Regions from separate parts of the Mus musculus genome. Here all the other regions are linked to region 3. Evidence: chromatin contacts called from public HiChIP or PLAC-seq data. All regions are on one chromosome and are shown on one strand. The core of a region is the stretch at or near the end of the contact, and the rest is flanking DNA. Distances in the headings are between cores, read along the strand shown. Region 1 overlaps Bcr (BCR activator of RhoGEF and GTPase). Region 2 overlaps Bcr (BCR activator of RhoGEF and GTPase). Region 3 holds the start of Gnaz (guanine nucleotide binding protein, alpha z subunit).

What was found. HiChIP or PLAC-seq counts read pairs in DNA pulled down with a chosen protein or histone mark.
Region 1: an H3K4me3 HiChIP or PLAC-seq map of forebrain shows a contact between it and region 3, with 2.9 times the contacts expected there. The contact joins the enhancer-like site here to the promoter of Gnaz in region 3. A contact is called at or near these places in 2 of 39 promoter capture datasets (frontonasal cranial neural crest and hematopoietic stem and progenitor cells), 2 of 484 Hi-C or Micro-C datasets (cerebellum and nephron progenitors), 8 of 115 datasets of contacts at active chromatin or transcription factors (T-cell acute lymphoblastic leukemia, double positive thymocytes, embryonic forebrain and 5 more) and 1 of 9 other capture datasets (liver).
Region 2: an H3K4me3 HiChIP or PLAC-seq map of forebrain shows a contact between it and region 3, with 4 times the contacts expected there. The contact joins the enhancer-like site here to the promoter of Gnaz in region 3. A contact is called at or near these places in 8 of 39 promoter capture datasets (the HPC-7 cell line, embryonic stem cells, hematopoietic stem and progenitor cells and 4 more), 1 of 15 datasets of contacts at CTCF or cohesin (large pre-B cells), 5 of 484 Hi-C or Micro-C datasets (cerebellum, embryonic fibroblasts, embryonic stem cells and 2 more), 10 of 115 datasets of contacts at active chromatin or transcription factors (double positive thymocytes, embryonic forebrain, embryonic hindbrain and 5 more) and 4 of 9 other capture datasets (adipose tissue, embryonic stem cells, liver and 1 more).

The regions. Positions count from the first base shown.
Region 1 is chr10:75,133,781-75,138,468 of GRCm38.p6, reverse strand. It overlaps Bcr (BCR activator of RhoGEF and GTPase), which reads right to left. Exons shown (of 23, transcript NM_001081412.2): 5 at 2,468-2,575. Among named protein-coding and RNA genes, the nearest start is that of Bcr, 75 kb to the right of the region's middle. Within about 2 kb of position 2,763, at least 22 of the 459 cell types and tissues checked have an H3K27ac peak or open chromatin away from gene starts, as enhancers often do. A contact at or near this core is called in cerebellum and forebrain, where this site is marked.
Region 2 is chr10:75,154,486-75,159,074 of GRCm38.p6, reverse strand. It overlaps Bcr (BCR activator of RhoGEF and GTPase), which reads right to left. Exons shown (of 23, transcript NM_001081412.2): 10 at 4,009-4,177; 11 at 1,878-1,997; 12 at 990-1,065. Among named protein-coding and RNA genes, the nearest start is that of Specc1l, 55 kb to the left of the region's middle. Within about 2 kb of position 1,989, at least 15 of the 459 cell types and tissues checked have an H3K27ac peak or open chromatin away from gene starts, as enhancers often do.
Region 3 is chr10:74,964,837-74,969,233 of GRCm38.p6, reverse strand. Gnaz (guanine nucleotide binding protein, alpha z subunit) reads right to left here and starts at 2,057. Exons shown (of 4, transcript NM_010311.4): 1 at 1,852-2,057. All of the region lies in intron 4 of Rsph14 (radial spoke head homolog 14 (Chlamydomonas)), which reads left to right.

The DNA of each region.
Region 1 (4,688 bases), core at 1,514-4,013, 170 kb before region 3:
AGGTGGAGAGAGGAGAGATGCCATGGGGTAGGTGAGCTTGAAAATATGGCCATGAGGGCTGGCCAATTGGAGTTAAGAGCAGCCCAGATGGAACACAGCAAGTTATAACTTGGGGCTATTGATAGGGAAGTAGACATAATAGCACAGTGGGTAGATATCTGCCCAGCTCTAGTGATAATTAAGGCTGTTATAAATATAAAAGTTGTGTGACTTTTATCTAGGAAATGAATGATCAAATCAGGGTGTGTACTTGACATTTCTCCTCTTTCTTTCTTTGAGTATGCATGCCTGTGTGCGTTTCCCCTGGTGCTGCTGGTCTTGAGTTCATCCCTCACGCAGGCATATATGGAGGCCAGAAGAGAACGCTGAGCGCCTTCCTCCATTGGGCATCCCTTGAGATGGGATCTCTCTCGGAACATAAAGTTCTCTAGTTAACCAGGTTGGCTGACCAGCAAGCGCCTGCCTGTACCTTCTAACACCAGGATTACAGGCACACGAGGCCTTATTTGGCTTTCATGTAGGTGCTAGGGTTTTAAACTCGGGGGGTCCCACGCTTGCGTAATAAATGTTCTTACCCATGCGTCACCTCCCTGCACCTACACTTTCCTCTCTAACACTGCCTTTCTGCATGGAGATCTTTCCTCCCGGACCCCTTGTTTAATGCAGGAAAGAGAAGTCAGTCGCAGCTCTGAGCGAAGTGAGAATTATACCAAGGTGACAGTGACAAAAGCCCCCAAGAGAGAAAAATGTCACGTGTCTGTCACTGACACTGCAGAGATATGACAGGGAAGGGAGAAAAATCCTGTGTAGAGTAGAGAGATAGAGACCCACAGGTGATAACTGGCCTGGCTGCCAGCCTCAAGTGTCCTGTTTATGGTCTCTGTAACTGAGGCACTCTTTTAAGGCCTAGAGACTCACAACGTGCCATGGCTTGAGGTTTTAGTCTATTAAGGTTAAATGCAAATAGGAAGGAAGCAACCCTCAGGCCTGGGGTGCTACAGTCTGGAGCTTCCACTAGTAGAGGGCTACAGGAACAACAACTTTGAACCCTGGTGCTCAAAGACTGTTGGCAGGAAAGCCACAGAGCAGATGGCTTCTGCACAGCCTCTTGTGACAAGAATGCAGAGCAGATTCCATTGTGGTAGTTTGAGTGGCACTGTTAGGAGGCGTGGCCAGGTTGGAGGAAGCATGCCACTGGGGGCAGGCTTTGAGGTTTCAGATGCTCAAATCAGGCCCAGTCTGTGTGTCTTGTCGTCTGTCTGTCTCTCTCCTTGACACCTGTGTATTCAGATGTAGAACTCTCCGCTCCTCTTCCATACCATGTCCATCTGCACACTGTCATGCTTCCTCCCACAACAATAATGGACTAAACTTCTGAACTGTAAGCCAGCCCCCCCAATGAAATGTTTTCCTTTATAAGAATTGCTGTGGTTGAGATGTCTTTTCACAGCAATAGGAACTCTAACTAAGACTCCCATGATGGGACACAGGGTAGAATTACAATAACGACAGACAAGGGAGCCAGGATACATGGTTGCTGATGTTTGAATGTGTCCTCCAAAAGCCCATGAACCAGTAACAGGAAACAGGAAGCCCTACTATGCATGTTCACGGCCTACTATGCATGTTCACGGTGACTGGAGCTGGGATCTTTGATGTGAATAGGATTAGATAAGGTCACAAAGGTAGACCTTAACTGATCTGCTTGGTCTATCCTGACATGTAACATTCTGTCGTAATACAGCAAGACACTCAACAGATGTACCTCAATGTGGTGGTCTGAATATGCTTGGTCCAGAGGGTGACATCATTAGAAGGTGTGGCCTTGTTGTAGTGGGTGAGGCCTTGTTGGAGGAAGTGTGTCATTGTCGGGGTGGGTTTTAAGACCCTTTTCCTAGCTTCCTAGAAGCCAGCCCTCTCCTGTCTGTCTTTGGATAAAGATGTAGAACTCTCAACTTCTCTTGCATCACGCCTGCCTGGGTGCTGCCCTGCTCCCATCGAACCTCTGAGTTCAGCCAGTCCAATTAAATGCTGTCCTTATAAGAGTTGCCTTGGTCATGGTGTCTGATCACAGCAGTAAAACCCTAACCAAAACACTCAATGTGACCAGGCTTCTCAGTTTCCAACCACAGCTGAATACATTTCTATTCTTTATAAAGTACACAGCCCTGAACACTTTGCAATAGATTAAGACATCGGTGGGCCTCTGGAATCAGGCCCTGCCCCTTGGGTAACAGCACTGTCAGGACTATTCCTATTGAATCATGACAGATGTCCAGCCATGGAGCTGACCCAGAGAACTCTGAGTCAGAGCTGGGGTTCATACCCATCCTTTAATCTGCTCTACTTTGTTCTCCCAACGACCGTCCCACAATGCATCACGCATCGCATCGAGGGAGTGGGAGGACACGGTGGGAGTCAGCAGTACTCTGGCCTGCACGGCAGCGTCATGGCGCTTGCTCATTACCTCAGAGATTTCTGCAAACTGAGCGTTGGCCTGACAGCACTTCTCTGCAGTTTCCATGGCCACTCCGTAGTTATCCACAAAGGCTCGGTACACACCCAGCTGGCTGGCCTGCAGGGAGGAAGGAGGAGGGGGTGAGACAGAGGTGGGATAGGTGGGTACCCACTCCCTACTGTTCCAAGGATTGGGCTCTCTCGCATAGCTCTGGAAAAATCCCAGCTATGGCAGACAGCGCGAGGGCTGCAGAAACCTGCTCTTCCGAGCTCCTCCTCCCACCTGCTTCACCTCCCCACACACGGAGCACGATCCCCTCTCCTAAAATGACACGTTGAGAAGTGAGTCATAGCCCTGGACAGGTAATGGCCCCCTTTGGAGCTCCTTCCTATTCCTCCCACTCTGCTTGCATAAAGGATGCCGGGAGCAGCAGCTTAAACTTGAGGTGAGCCTCCAGATGAACACGCCTATGCAGGTGAAATGGAGGAGGCCACCCTGGCCAGGGTCCATGGAGTCTGGGTACCATGGTGCTAGGCCCATATCTCATCCTGTCAGGCAGGTGAGGAACATGTCTGGCTGACTGGAAAGAGGAGTTCTGACTGTTAGCTGCCATTCCTAAACCTCACAGGGGGCGCCCGGCTCTCACATATCCAGCAGGTAGAAGGCCTGCCAGCCACAAGGCGAGAGGCATATGGTGCTGGTCCTTTATTCAATAAACAGACATCGATAGAGGTTTCCTTCACTGAGCTCCTGCTCCCGTATGCACTCAACTAAGCACAATTTCCATGGGTAGATGGAAGGATGTGTGGCCTTCCCATGATCATCTCTGGGTCTCACATCATTTAGAGTTAGCGAGGGAGAACAACCTAGTCTTCACAAGCAACAGCATGCGGACCCAGGGCAGGCGTGCTGGCTAGGTCTGAGCCTCCCACAGCAGCTGCCCCGGGGCTAGAAACCCGGAGCATCTGCTGTTCCTGGAGCTCTCCCTGGGTTCAGCATACATTTCATTCCCACGTGCATTTGCATTTATATGCTGTGCGGCATGCTTGAATCCCAGACCGTCCTCCACTGAGCAACTCTAAGACTCGGGATACTCTTCCACTTTGTCTTCCCTTTTGGAGGCCACTGAGTGAGGGCCTCCCGGCTGCCAGAGGGTCATGACGGCCTCTCTGGGAGGAGTCTGGAGCATTTCAGCTGAGGACCACTTTTGTGACTTTTCTTTCCTCTTGCCTAAGGGCTTACTTCTTCCAGGCATGAGAAATACTAAAAAATTAATTCTTACGTTTTTGGCAACCCAACGCTGGAACCGAATGATAACAGTAAAAACGGAGATTGCCAGTATGTCATTAGTATGCCGTGGGATGGACACGGATCCCTACGGTAGTCATTCTGTACCAAAAGGACGGGAGGAAATATCTGTCCAAGTCAAAGTAACCTGTCCCCTTCAGAAATCGTCAGTTCTAGGAACTGACACAGATAGAAGGAGCCTAGAGACATCATAGCCAAATACACGCAACACTGGACAGGCCTGGATTTTGAATCAGACAGGGATTGGGGGAGAGAATTTCAACTACAAACAAAACCTCATACACTGAGAATGAACTACAGGAAATGGGCACAGTTGCAATAACTCAAGAGTCCAGGGCTCTAGAACAGGTGCCAACAATGGAATAGGTACAGAGAACTCCTTGGGTCCTAGGACTCCCGAGGGGATTCTGGGCTAGCCTTGCTGTCGTCGGAAAGGGTGGAGAGTAAGGCTGTCTGTCCTGGGAAGTCCTCAGCACTCAGCTCAGGTTAAAAACACATGAGATAAGCCGGGCGTGGTGGTGCATGCCTTTAATCCTAGCACTCGGGAGGCAGAGGCAGGCGGATTTCTGAGTTCGAGGACAGCCTGGTCTACAAAGTGAGTTCGAGGACAGCCAGGGCTACACAGAGAAACCCTGTCTCGAAAAACCAACCAACCAGCCAACCAACCAACCAACTAATCAAACACATGAGATGCTCAGCAGACGGAATGGGGATTAACTCCCCTGCAGCATCTCATACATGCAGACAGCTGAAGAGCAACACAGAAACCATTATGTTCCAGCATCCCTGAGTTTTAGAAGACTGGGAAAGAAAAGTCCCTGAGTGGTTTCCAAATACTATTTTAGGGAGAGTGCTGGGTGTGCCGCCCCTCCCCCAAATCAGCACTACTCTTTGCTTTTCTGAAGGCTTCTGGTTGAGTCTG
Region 2 (4,589 bases), core at 740-3,239, 190 kb before region 3:
GAAAAGGTAAAGTCACCAAGAGGAGGAATTGCCTAGAGAGGGAAGGGGCCATTCCAGTGAGGTCTAAGTGTCTTAGGGTAAGCTAGGCAGAGGACAGTGGACCAACACAGTATGGTTCCTTAGGTGGGTCCAGCCAAAGGCTCTTCCTGCATCACTGCCTCCAGAGGCAGGGCAATGGAGCCCCCAGGGGAGTAGCCGGTGAACAGAGGAGGCCCAAGGAGACTGACTGAAGATTATGCCATAAAGGCCTGGCTGGGACAGGTGAGAGGGCAGAAGGTGTGTGAGCCTGTGGGAAGAACAGCTGGCAAGAATGAGGGATTTGGGTCAGTCTAGGGAAGGAATCTCAGGTCAAAGGGCAGATGGGTGGGAGAGCACACAGGGGCTGGAGAGCTTTCTGTGCTTGCAGATTTAGGTGGGGCTCCACACATCTGCCCTGGGTCTAAAGCCCCTCCCCAAAGAAGAGCAGAGCAGAGAAACCAGGAAGGGAGGGGAGGGGAGGGGAAGGAAAAAGAGCTAGAACATCAACAATGGCCCACAGAGAATCCATCTGCCCCCCCCCCCCCAAAGGCCGAAGGCCAATGCACTGGTTGGTTTTGTGTCAACACAAGCTGGAGTTATCACAGAGAAAGGAGCCTCCCTTGAGGAAATGCCTCCATGAGATCCAGCTGTAATTAGTGATCAAGGGTGGAAGGGACCACTGTGGGTGGTGCCATCCCTGGGCTGGTAGTCCTGGGTTCTATAAGAAAGCAGGCTGAGCAAGTCAGGGGGAGCAGGCCAGTAAAGAACGTCCCTCCATGGCCTCTGCATCAGCTCCTGCTTCCTGACCTGCTTGTGTTCCTGTCCTGACTTCCTTTGGTGATGAACTGCAGTATGGAAGTGTAAGCTGAATAAACCCTTTCCTCCCCAACTTGCTTCTTGGTCATGATGCTTTGTGTAGGAATAGAAACCCAACTAAGACACTGGGTTCTCCAGGTACAGGGAAAACTCACATTTCTTCTGCTGCTCTCGGATGCTTTCTCTCCACTCGGCTCGCTCATAGTCAGAGGAAATAAGGAACGTGTAACTCTGTGGTGAGCAAAGACAAGAGCATGCCCCAGTTATCTCCAAGCCTGGCTGGATCGACACTGGGAGAACCCAGAGGGCTGTCTGAGGAGACACACACCAGCTGCCTGAGTCCTGGTGTGCTCAGGGCCAAGCTGGTCGTTTTGTACGCTCTCCTGTACTGACTGTACTTGGGGCTATGGGACCCAAATCTAGTACGACTGTGTCCAGCATAGGCTTTACTTGAAATGTCTGGGTCAGGGGATGACTCTGGCAGAGGGGGGACAGCTGAAGGATATGGAGGGGTTATGAGGCAGTTCTTTAAGGTGAGGGTTGATGGCCATCCAACCTCTGCATCCAATCGGAAGAAGACAAGATGGAGACAAGGGTCTACAAAGTCTGTCACCTGTCTTCCCCGCCGTGTGCTAAAGAGTAAATCATCTTATGTGTTCACAAGTACATATGGTGCTATGGAGGGAAAGTCTTGGGCTACAAATGGCACCAGACCGGAAGAGAATGTCAATGACCCTGGAGTTCCCCAGGCAGAGTTCTTGTACTCGAGGTCACATTTGCGAACACATGTACGCTGCCTGCCCTATTCCCTCCCTGGAGCCCTTACCACTTCCCAGCTGTAGGAGCTGAGTCATCTGCTATGGAGACTATAAGCCCAAAGCACCATTAGAGGGATGTGTACCCTCAAGGGACATGTGACATGCTGCGGTGATATCTTTCCGAATGGGGATGATCCCCTGTGCTGAAGAACAGCTATTGCAAAGGCACATGAGAGCTGGGGACGGAAGGCAGCTGGGAGAGTCTGGACTGCAGCTGGCACTCACCTTGCCGTTGCGACTGTGAACGCGGAAGGCCATGCTGGGAGACATTAACAGCAGCAGTGACTCCTGCTCTGACAGCTTCTTCCTCAGCCTCTCCATGACCTTGCTGCCCTTATTTGCTCTCTGTGGAGAGAGAACAGCCCTGCCTTTTCATCTGGAACCAATGTCACCTGCTCCTCCTCAGTTGTGGCTCATTGCTCTCCACCTTTAACCCCGGGCTCATGTGACACAGAAATCCCATCTGCCTGCTCATACAGCCCAGGACCTTCCTTGGCTGTTGCTGGTGCCCCTTAGAGGATGTGAAGAGCTTTTTTCTTTGGGCTGAGCCCCAGGACAAACTAGGGATATGCTCGTTTAGGCCCTTTCCAAAGGAGTCAGGTCGCCTTATAAAAGCAGAGGAGAGGCCTTCAGGTTTTTTTCAAAACCTGGACAATATTCGGGAGTGACTAGGACCTAGGGGACCTTTTCTGCTTGCTCCCTGTCTGCTCGGAGACACTCTACTACAGAAACCATGAATAAATGACCTATTATCTACTGTGGTCTTGGGTCTCCCTTTCTGAAGCTAGGGGGTTTTGCTACATGCTGCTAAATGTGCTACGCTTGCAGTGTGGCAATGGACGAAGGGGGCATGCAAGCTGAAGAGGACCTGTCCTGCTGCGATACCTCACCAGGGATTGAGGGAGCATCCCTGAGCTAAGGCCAATCTTCTGAAGATACTGCTCATTTGTGGCTAATGCCAGGGCCCCCACTCTGGCCTAGATTAGCCCCAGACTCTAGGGGTTCTCATTCTCACTCTTTACTTCTAAAACTTCTATTAGTTTTCCAGAAAAAAAACCTCAGGAGCCTGTGATCCAAAGCAGCTGGAAGGGCCACACTCTCCAGCCTCTCATCCCAGACTGTGAGCCCTCGACAGCCTAAGCAGGATGCCACTAAGTGGTTACGCACATCTCCCTGGATACTGCCCGAGGATCAGCATGGTGAACCTCAAAAGCTCCAGAGACAAGGACTTTGAGGTGTGACAGCACAAGGCCATACCCTGGAGGCCTCTATCCTGCCTAGGAGTCCAGGCTCTTGGCTTTTCCAACTCCTCTTATGCAAAGCATTCAAACACTTGCATGCAAACCCAAATCAATCCATACCCTATTCCCTATACACTGCTGGGTGAATGGCACATGCATTTGAAGTTCCAAATATGGAGGAGGCTGAGGTAAGGGGACTGCTTAGGGTCAGGATACTAGCCAGGACAACTCAGCAGATTTTTTTTTTCTGGAAAACTTTTAGAAGTTTTAGAAGTATAAGGTGTGAGAATGGGGACCCTTAGTGTCTGGGGTTAATCCAGGCCAGAGTGGGGCTTGTGTTGTATAACACAAAAGCAAGAGAATGCTTCTGTTGTCCCGAGTATGCACCCTTTCTCTGCCTGACGCTTTTCATTTCGACTTGACGTAACTTGGGGGTGGTGGGAAATGGTCCTCCCGCCCTGTATACCTTTCTTGTTCAGGATCTGTGAGTAATAACCTTCCAGCTTGTTTCCTATTGGGGAAATATATTACATTTACATCTTCCATGAGAAACATCAGAGCCTACCCTAGGCCAGGTTTTCTTGGGATGCAAGGATGGGGCAGAGGAAAAGATGAGAAGGGGGAGAGGAGAGGTATAAAGTTCGGCTCTTAACATCTGAGTGATGGAGAGGCAGGCGTAAACTGGCCTTGGGTCAGACAGGAACCACAGGTCACCCAGGAGTGCAAACAAGCCTCTGGTGCAAGAGTCTCTGGTTACATGTCAGGCACCTGGGTATCAGGCAGTTTTACAGACAAGGCAAGCATCCTATAACAGGACTCTGTGGGCACCATCACCAGTAAGTCTCATTTCCCATTGGGGCTGGCTTGCTAGTGACTTTGGTATAAGAGTTCGAATTTAGTTGGAGGCTCTCAAAACAAGTAGAGTCCATCTAGGATCACATGGATAGTACTCTGGGAGCTGGGAACTCTCAAGGGTCCCAGCAGATCCTGGAGACCAGCTGTGGGGCCAGATGCTTGGCCCAGACCGAGGAAGCACCTGTGTGGTGTGCACATGAGGGCCTGCTGTGCCCTCAGACTACATAGAACCTAGTATGTGCTCTCCCAGACAGTCACACCTTCTCTCGTTGGATGTCGCTCTTGATTTGGGAGATTTTGATCTTCAAGGCATCCAGTTCCTCATCTGGCACCAGAGGGATGTTGGGTAGTGCCTCCAATTCATCCACCATCTGGAAGCTGAGGTCCGTGAGCGGAATGTACCATTTACAGTCATATTGCTGGGTTTTGCTGGGGTGGAGAGGGAGTGGAACATTAACAGACCGACCTTTCCTTTGCTAACATTACTGCTTTTGAGGGCTCTTTACCTGACTTAAAAACTCCGCACATGTCTCACATAACAAGCTAGGCCGAGGCTGACTGACAGCAGGCATTGGTGGCCCCAGTTTTGGACAGGATAGGACACAAGTTCAGAACCATAGAGTTTGAAAGGCTGTGATCTATCTGTTAAGATCACTTCACTTGGCTAACGGGGTGGAAGTTCCCTTCTGAGTGGATTAAGTTCATTTGCACAAAGTCAGTAAAAATGTGTAGGGGATCCCACTGTGTTCTGGTGTGTTCTAACATGATTGTCTTGGCACCATTCTAAACTGATGTATCCTGGGCAAATCTCTAGTGGTGGTGGTGGTGGTGGTAGTGGGGT
Region 3 (4,397 bases), core at 808-3,307:
CAAATGGAAGAGGCGCTGTTTTATCCAAGCACGGGACAACCCTCTGTAGCCTCCTGGGTCCCCTCAATGGCCTTTCCTACCAGAGTCATTTTTTTTTCCAAAACTTCCCAACTCCAGACTCACCAGCTAAAAAAACTGTCTCCTTCAAAGCAGGTGACTTCATCTCGGCTGGGCAGGGGGCTGGGTGGGTTGGTTACCCAGGGCCCTTGGCTCTGCCAGGAACAAGGTGCCTTGCAAGGGCAGTCCCAGGTGGCCAGGAGCCCTCTCTGGTCTCTGAAGTTCTTTCTCTAACACAACTACGCTCCAGGGGTCACAGAACCTTCCCTTTTATAGACACGGAGGCTGTGGTCTCCACCGAGACAGCCCCACAAACATGGTCAGACAGCCATGGTGTGCCTCTGTCCATTTCCCTTCCTGTGCTTTTTCTGGCCTTTCACCCACCCCTCCCTCATCCATGTCCTGACTCCTCCCTCCCTCAATATCCCTCCCCTGCTCCTTCCCAACCCAGCCAGCTGCCCAAGTTCCTGGGCCTCTCCATTCATTCTCTTCCCTCTGCCCACATTGCCCATTCTGACCCTGCCCGTGTCCTTCAAGCTCCAGTTCAAACGTTACATTGCCCATAGGCAGGTCTGACCTGAGCCCGGGGTATCTCTCTCCCAGGCCCCTCCCAAGCCCCCCTGCACTGCACCGAAGGAAGGCCTGGTTATCAGAGCACAGCCCTATTTCCCCCTGAGGAAGGTGAATCAGTCCTGGGAGGGCTGGCCCAGTCCACTCCCACCCTTCCACCTTAGCACAAGCCCTAGGGGAGCCAGTACTCAGTAAATGTTTGCTTAATTGAATCTGGCCAAGCAGCTTCCTCTAGACAGGGGCCAGGTTAGCAGACCTAGATGATGATTCTCAGCGCTAAGAAACCACTTGGGCAGAAAAGAGTGTCAAGGCTCAGGGTCCTGCCCCAATCTCCTCCACAGACAAGGCGACATCGTTACCAGGCTGGTCCCTCCACCCTGAGACTCACACTCCAGGGAACCCTGGTCTCACTTGGCATTGCTTTCCCATCCTCCTCTCTGTAACAGGATCCCCAATTCTCGGCCTAGGCAGATTCCTGCCATCCTCCATCCAGATAGGCTCAGCACCTCCCTAAAGGCAGAGCCCCCATAGATTCACCGCAGGATCCGGAGCAGAGGCCCTCACACCCCTCCCCAAACACCCCACCGCCTTTTAAGGGAAAAAATATTGAGCCAGGAACACATTACAATCGCAGCAGGTCGATACTCATCTCTGGCTCCAAATGCCTCCAAGGAACCTGCTCCGTTGCAAGAGCGATGACCGAGAACAGCGAGCTGTTGTACCGGGCCTCAGGGCCCTCTCTTCCCGTTTTTATTTTTTTATTTTTTTACCCAAGGCCAAGCTCCTGACACCTGCGGCTGCCTGTACCCCTGGACCCCCGGAGAGAGACCCCCCGCCTGGCGTCGCTCCTGCAGATCGCCCGCCTGCACTCCGCACCCGCTCAGGGCGTGCAGTGGTCCCACATCATCCTCTGCACCCCCTGCCCAATTTCGTCAGGTGGCAGCCACCCCTTCCAAGGGTTACTGGGCCGCCGCTCCTCCCTCCCAAGGCACCTGTCTGGGCCATAGCCACCCCCTGCCCACCTAGCAGACAACCCCACCCCTAGCGGGCTCTCCCACCCGGAGGGGCATCCCTGCCTCTGCACCCCTAGCCCTATAGATCTCGGGTCCCCAGCACAAAGGCCCCAGGCCCCGACCCGGGTGGGGGTGGGGTGCGCCCCAGCCGCGCCCCCAGCCCCGGGTTCAGCTGTGCGCGCCGGGGCCGCTGGTGCGCTCACTCACTCACCTCCCGGGCGCGGCTTCGTGCGTCGGTCGAGCTGCACCCGGCGGGGCGGGGCCGCGAGCGTAGGGCTGTGGCGCCCTGGTTCTGCACGAAGCGGGTGCCGGCGGCCGCGCGAGGACGTGACCGGTCCGCGGGTGGCACACACGCTCCGCCGCCCTGGCTCCCTCCTCCGCCCTCCCGCGCCGCCTGCAAGCGGGTCCACCCGCCCCGCACCGCGCCGCCGCCGGCAGGGGGCGGAGTCGCGAGCGCAGTCCGTTGCCAGGCCAACCGCGGGCGGGGTCTGCCGCTTGTCTGCCCCGCACCACGCGCTGCCGCCCGACCACTAGCTCCGGCTCGTTTTCCATTGGGCGATAACTGCCGACGGACGTGCGAGTAGTCCAATAACGACAGACAGGGGAGGGGCGCGGCTGTGCGCGCGCCGCCTTACCGCACGCGCTGCTGGCTCCAGCTACTGTGGCACTGCACTGCGCCGAGCCTTCCCGAAGCTACTTCTAGCATCTTGGGAAACCCACCTTCAGAGCAGTGTAGCCCCGGTTCCTTGCACGCTGGCTTTCCTGCCCTACCTCAAATGGGGTTCGAACTCAGCCCTGGCAACCTATTCTCCCACAATGTCTTTTTGCAAGGTGCTGTCGTCCAGGCTTCCTTGGATAATGTCAATAATCCTTTAGGGCGCGAGAAAACCCTGATGGGTTAAGCTGGAGAGATTTCGCAGCATATGGTTCGCCCTCTCTTCTGCTCTCCTTTTTTAGCATGTAGGGGCACTTCTGGGAGTCGACCCCCGCAACAGAGAGAAGCCGAAGGGTCCCAGATCAATGAAGCCCCTGACCTCTTTGGAAACTCCCCAGGAGACATCAGATCTTTGACAAACGAACCTAGCTGTGAGATTCTACTCTCATCAGGAGGAGTCCGTCTGTGGGTCTTGGCTGGTAGTACCTTACTCCTGTACAAGAAAGACTCAGGCCAGGTGCCACCACAATAGTGCCTCTCTGCCTTCTCCATCCTTGTAACTTTAAGCATATGTGCCTTAGAGCCCAGGATGAGATGGGGAGCCATGACGATAATGTTGGTGCTTGCCAGCTAGACGCTCCAGAGGCAGGACAACATCACACCACTTTCCGTGGGATTGTCTCAATTGTGCAGTGGCTGACTGTTGTACTGCATACCCCAGGTAGACAGCCCACCTGTGAAAGGGCTGCCTAAACTTTTAGGGATGGGACCAGGTACTGGTTATGGGTACTACTGAAGCCAGTCAAGACACCTGTCTTGCTACAGTGACCAATAAGGACCGAAGGACTTTTGCTAATGGCTAAAGAGCATTTCTACCAACTCATCCGGCTGTGCAGCCAGTCTGTCACTGGAACCTGGCTGAGAGTCAGTCTCCTAATCTGTCAAAAACTGTACTATCGACTCTTCAGAGGGTTAATGTATGTAGGAAATACACCTTAGCAAGTGATTTAGGCTGGGCAGAGGCAGTTTCTGCAGCAGGTTCAGGGGGCAGAGTTCATCCTTCTGCTGAGGGTAAAACCAATGTAGGAATTACATTTGACAGTTGAATTTGCAATGGAACTTACAATATTCCTGGCGAGGGAGCAGAGGCTAGTCCCTAGACAGTCTACCTGGGCTGGTTGGGGTCTGCTGGACCTGACACTGGCAACTACCACAAAGTGAGAGGCTTTTGTCTCATGTGGTCTTTTACTGGTGGCCTCCACACTTTGCATACTTATAGCATATAGCTCTCACCTTTTTAGAAGGGTGAGGTGGGAGTGGGTGAGTGGGGGTGGGGGAGGGGGTGGGAGTGTTCTTGGAGGGGGGACCCCTACCAGGGGACAACAATTGAAATGTAAATAAATAAAATACTAGTACTAGTACTACTACTACTACTAATAATAATAATAATTATAAAAAAAGAAGACACTGGAAGCTGTAAAGTGGAGGGAGAGCATGTAGAAAGCATGATCATTCGTTCTTGTAGCTATGTCGTTATGGCAATCCAGTGGGGCTTCAGGAGCATATAGAAAGGAGAACAATGAACAGTGGGCTAGCTTTTTGAAGAAAAATGCTTGGGCTGAGCAAGGATATCAGAGAGAGGTGAGTTCCAGGGTGGGCATGAAGGGACGTGAGGTTCAGCGAGAACCTTTAGAAAGGCTAACTTGTGCACACTGGCGCCTATCAAACCTGCAAGACTACTAGCTAATGGCCTTTTAGTAAGATTGAGGAGGTTGGCTTAAGAGCCAGCAGAGAAGTTTAAGATTAGTTTTCTACATCCGAGAAGGCAGTTGAGAGAGGCATGGGCTCACAGACTGTGTGAGCTATGTTGTTGAGAATAGTCAGATAATGAAAACCTCGAATAGAGAAAAGAGGAACAAGCTCCAAAGTCAGTCTACAAGGTCTAGTGCTGGCTAGAGCCTGCTGCAACAACAACAACAACAAAAATAAATAAATAAAGTAAATAAAATCTCAGGGACATTTACTCCCTATTGACTTGAACCTAGCTGGTCCTCTGCTAGCCTTCCTGCTTCTCCACTGTGGGCAGGGGGCATCCTGCTCCT